Regions from separate parts of the Hordeum vulgare genome. Here region 2 is linked to region 1. A link is a contact called in public Hi-C data. All regions are on one chromosome and are shown on one strand. The core of a region is the stretch at or near the end of the contact, and the rest is flanking DNA. Distances in the headings are between cores, read along the strand shown. Region 1 has its middle 110 kb from the start of LOC123443559. Region 2 holds the start of LOC123443561.

Region 1 (2,700 bases), core at 94-2,593:
GTAAAACCTATGATGGTTTGGGGTATTACGGGATTGATCCGGACCAAACAGTCATGACCGTATGTTTCGGGTTCCGGAAGGTTTTCGTGCTAGGTTGCGCGTAGGTTGGTGCACTCTTCAGAAGAGCTAGGCATAAAAGAAAGGGAAAATGGGCAGTCTGACATCAGATTTAGCTTATGAAAAATGTTTTTTAACTTATCCGACTATACTGCCGCTATAAATTTGACAGTTTGGATATCAAACGGTCTCCGATTGCGATGAATTTTGGTACGCAGTCAACCTACAACAAAATAATACCGCAAGTCAACTTTTAACCCAATCCAAAAAAGTTTTATACACACTTTTAAAAAATATATTTTAATAATGTCGTGCCGTGAATATATTTTAATAATGTCGTGCCGCGATGCCTCGGGCTCCTCCCCTCCACCTCGCCCACTCGCTTGACTCCTCCCCTTGGACGCTTCCTCCACCTTGCTCTCCCCTTGCCAGATCCGCCCGCTCCCGAAGAACGCCACCGCCGCCATGGCCATGCCTTAGCTGCGTCCACCGTCGACCATGAGTGTCGAGGTCGTGTCTACGAGGTACGGCATCGTCCGCTACCTCATGGGCGCTAATGAATCAGCGCAGGGAGGCCACCACCTCTTCTCCCGCATAAATGTTCCCCATCACGGCCACCGCGACCTCACCTCCATTCCGGCCACCTCGTGCCTCCCGAGCCCACCCTTGCACACCTGCAGGACTACGGTGAGCCCACGGTCTCCTCCTCCCCCCCTCGCTCGCTAGCTCGATCCCGTGCTTGTAGCTCACCCACCCCCTCACCCGTCGTGCCCGAGCTCGTCGCCGCGGTGGTGCTCGCCGCCGTGACCACGGCTCGCGGAGCTCGTAGCCGGCCACCCTGTCATGCTCAGCACCTCCACCCGCACCCAATGCATGCACTCGCTACTCCTTCCGCTCCCCCTACCACCGTCCACGACAGGCCAGTGATTTGGTCGCCACCGCGAGCTCATCGTCTCCCGCCTGCTGCCGACTGCAGCAATGGATGCACGCGAGCACCAGTTTCCCATAGAACTGCTCCGCACATCGAACTGTGACCCGAAGCTCTGTCTCCGATGAGACGCGAACATGGCCGCCGCCTCTACTCAGCGCTGGCGCCGCCTCCGGCGGCCTCAACTCCTCCTAGTGGTCCCCCTCGACGTGTCGGTCTCTCCCCGATTGAACGAGCCACTTCGTGCGCCAAATGACTGTCGGAGGGTGAAACCTGCGGCCTCCCATGGCCCGCCACCATCGATTAGGTTGTCGGGGCCTGAACGCCGGCCGCGCGCCAACGTGGCCTTCCCGGGGCCATGCCCACGTCCACTCACCAGTGGGTCGAGTGGGTCCGTTGACTGGGTTGACAGAGTCAATGCTGTTGACTAGGCAGCCTAGTGCCGCTCACAAATGGGGCCCACCCCATTTATTTAAATAAAACGTTTTAAAATTTCTTAATTAACCTAATTACACACTAACGAGTGGGACCTTGTTAGATAATTAGCAAATTTTATTTAACTCTAAACTTTGTTAGCCTCGCTGTCTATGACATGTGGGACCCACCCGTTAATTTGACCAGTCAACAGGACTATTGATGTTAGCATGACATCATGTTGTTGCCATAATTAAATTTTTAATTAAAATAATTGTATTTAATTTCAAAATAACAATAAAACTTAAAAAAATATAAAATAATCCGCAAGCGAGATGAAGATATTTTGTCCGTTCGTCTCTCATGTGCCCCTAGCATAGACATGTATAGGTTCGCGAGAGCGGCGCAAGTACACTGCATATAATGTTATCCGCGCGTGTAGGACGAACACAGTGCGTTAGACTGATAGGTCCGATCACACAGTCGGCAGAGACTGGAGGTGGGTAGTTGCAACACATGCTGATGCTGGCGCGGAAGCGATCAATTAATTAGGTGTGACCCACCTCCAGTATATATAGGAATCCGTCGCGGACTCAACTCTTGGGCCTCCCACGGATCCTAAAACCCATGTGTTCCTTCCCTTAAGCACGAGACTCATTAGGTTCTTGTTCACTTGGTCGCAAGTCAGATCAAATCTGACTCGGTTAGTCGGCAGTGGCCCCTAGCAAAGCACGGTCACTCCAAGTGTCCGATGAATCTGGTTAGGCAAACCTGCACTTCACACTTTTGTTCTCTTTGCCACACGATAAATGTTGTCGTGGTGAAGGTGACATAGTCATCATTGTTGCAACACGACCTCTTTCTCGTTTCGGAGAATCCGTCCGACACTTCGGATTATCTCATAATCCACATCGCATGGCCATGCTTATCCTGGTTGGATCACCCGAGGGGCCCAGAGTATATCTCTCCTGATCGGAGGGGCAAAATCTAATCTTGCTCGTCCATGTCTCGCAGCATGGGTCTAGACAAGCCCGAAAGCTACCTTTATAACTAACCAGTCATGGAGTAGCGTTTCATCGGCCAAAGCAGATTTGTCACCATCCTGAGTACACGCGCCAGCTCAGGTCTTAGGACATAGAACATGTGTTGTACTAGAGACTCGCAAATGACTTATCAATGCATATCGTAGTTGGGTCTATCCAACTCAGTCCTAATCTCGACTTCGATCCGGCTACATCGAATCCGACTAGATCTTTCTAAGTCCATATTATCCGGCTAGCATCAAATGCTACATGGTTAGT
Region 2 (2,783 bases), core at 92-2,591, 580 kb before region 1:
GAGAGAGAGCCACCTACTCATGTATTGAGATCAAGATATTCCATTCCTGTCATATGGATCTTGATTTCCACCCAACCGATCACTTCTACCAAAGCCAAATCTGTGAGAGAGTGATTGAGTGTTGAGGAGACTATGTTTTGAAGCACAAGAGCGAGGAGTTCATCATACTACCACATCTATTACCTTTTGGAAAGTGGTGTCTCCTGGATTGGTTAGGAGTCGCTTGGGAGCCTCCGACTTGGTGTGGAGTTGAACCAAGAAGTTTGTAATGGTAAGGAGATCGCCTACTTCATGAATATCTACCCCGACTGAGGCTAGTCCTTCGTGGACGTAAGACATGGTGGTATAGAACATGTTGCTTCTTCGTGGACCCTTCATGGGTTGAGCCCTCCATGGACTGTCACGGATGTTAGCCTCCGTGGGTTGAAGTATCCATCAACGTGGACGTACGATAGCACCACCTATCAGAACCACGCCAAAAATCTCCGTGTCAATCTTTGCGTTTGATCTTCCTATCCATACTCCCTACTTACATTTTCATGAATTCACTTTTCGCTGCTATACTCTTAGACTTTCAAGTGTAGAGTGTGATTGACTTCCTACAATTGTTAAAGCTTGCCCAGAACTAAAATTGGTAGAAAACTCAGTTATTATTGGATCAAGTAGTCTAATAACCCCCTATAAACATTCTTCGGATCCTACAAATGGTATCCGAGCTTTGTTCTCCATTGCATTGGTTTCACAACCTACAAGAGTATGGAATCTAGTGAAGGAAATTACCACCATAGAGGTCCATATTTTGATGGTACAAACTTTGCTAGTTGGAAGCATAAAATGAAAATTCATATTCTTGATCATAACCCCGCCATTTGGGTTGTTGTTTGTGTTGGATTGCAAGGTGAATTCTTTGGTGATGGAAGGAAACCGGATCGTGAGGCATGCGACCGCGGAAGAATTAAAGATGTTGCAATACAATGTTGAGGCATGCGGCATTCTTTTCAACTGCCTATGCCTCGAAGAATTCAACACGATCAGTCGTCTTGAGAATGCATAGAAAATTTGGGATACTTTGGTTGATATGCATGAAGGTATCGAATCAGTGAGGTAATCTGTTGGATGTGCTTCAAAGCCAACTTGACACGTTCAAGATGAATGATGATGAAGGAGTGATATGTACTCTAGGCTTGCTGTCATCACAAATGAGATTACCGATTTAGAAAGCAAAAAAATGACCGAGAAATTCATAATCAAGAAAATCCTAAGATCCTCGGATGAAAACTACGACACAGTGTGCACATTGAATAAAATGATGCCAAACTATACCCCGTGCCGTCACCCAGCCTTCTACCGTCGCGCCACCACCCTCCCCTGCACCACCACCTCTGCCGTGTCGCCGCCACCTATCCCGCACCACCAATTCCGATGGGCCACCATGCCAACACCAACCCCGTGCCTCCGCACCACCGCACCACCGCCTCACCCATAACGCCATGCCACCACCTACCCGATGCCGCCGCGCCACTTTTCCCACCGATCTGGCGCACATGTTCCTCCCCCCTGCTTCGGTCTACCAACTCCTCCTCCCTGCGTTACCGCTACACCACCGGTCCCCAGCTGCTGCTGGTCGCCGCTGTCAGAGGAGGCCAACGGCAGGGGGGCGACCTCCCCCTTCCCTTCTCGGTGGATCCGTCGGCCATGGCCTTCGGCAACTCCTGTACGCATCGCCCTTACCTTTTCCTCCCCCATACTACGGGACCCGCAAGAAGCCTCGTCTCTTCCTCCTCCACGACCCGATCTCCTCCTAGGTTTTGCTCTCCACCACCGCGGAACGAGCCGGAAATAGCGGCACGACACCTCAGATCCGGCTTCCCCCTCCTCCAAGCCTGCCTCGTGGCCACCGAATCAGCGGCCATCGACGAGGTATCGATCCCCTTCCCCGCCCCCACTTTTTTTTTGCCTTGAACCGAAGATTCCATTTCCCCCAGATCTCGGTAGCCCGCCTATCCCTTTATCTGATCTACGTTCTCCTCGTGTTCCTAACATCCTTGGATGGTCTCCCTTCCCGGGAATTTTAATCTGTCGTCCCATCGAATCGATTTCTATGTGACTTTTCTTCTGGTTAATTCGTGGGATTTGACGTGCTAGTTCAGAAGCAGGTATCAAGGGGGCTTGTGATGCAGGAGGATAAGCCCGCAGAGAACAAGATCAAGGTAACTCTAGATCAAGCATTTGGTTGGATTATTTTCATTGTCGTTGAGTTGCAGTTTGCGGATGTACTAGTTTAGGACGACAAAATTTCTATATGTGTTTGTTGTGAGTGGTGCGGATTACTTTGACGGTCCAGTCAACTTATCAAAGGATATATGAATCATGCAACTGTTTATGTTTGCCTGCCTGTCTGCCTGCACAAATACATAAACATTGTTTTTGTTGGGATGCATTTGTGATATGTCATTATGGCCAAAATGCCCTGATTTTGAGAAACATATCCTTTACTTATTTTAAACTACTTCATATTCTATTGGAGTGTGACCTTACTTGTTGCCATCACATACTGCAATGATCACTCAAATTAGTTTACTCAGCAAAGACAGATTGTTCATGTTGCATTTTTTAGTGGATCGGTTGCAGCACGAGAAGGTTCATGCCATTGATGGATGTATTGTCTTGTCTTAAGTCTCACATAATTTGTTTGCTTTGTGTATTGTCTTGTCTTATGTCTCACATAATTTGTTCTTGTGATCCAGCAGCCTACAACGAGTCCAGGTCCGGTCTAAGATCCG

The links. A called contact is a pair of places that touch in the nucleus more often than the background predicts.
Region 2: a Hi-C map of seedling shows a contact between it and region 1, with 2.1 times the contacts expected there. The contact joins the promoter of LOC123443561 here to the enhancer-like site in region 1. A contact is called at or near these places in 1 of 6 Hi-C or Micro-C datasets (seedling) and 1 of 1 datasets of contacts at active chromatin or transcription factors (embryo).

What each region holds. Positions count from the first base shown.
Region 1 is chr3H:222,035,219-222,037,918 of MorexV3_pseudomolecules_assembly, reverse strand. No RefSeq gene overlaps it. Among protein-coding and RNA genes, the nearest start is that of LOC123443559, 110 kb to the right of the region's middle. Within about 2 kb of position 1,343, at least 3 of the 3 cell types and tissues checked have open chromatin away from gene starts, as enhancers often do. A contact at or near this core is called in seedling, where this site is marked.
Region 2 is chr3H:222,613,089-222,615,871 of MorexV3_pseudomolecules_assembly, reverse strand. It overlaps LOC123443561, which reads left to right and starts at 1,341. Exons shown (of 3, transcript XM_045119982.1): 1 at 1,341-1,920; 2 at 2,157-2,210; 3 at 2,751-2,783. The coding sequence starts at 1,423. The coding sequence ends at 2,777.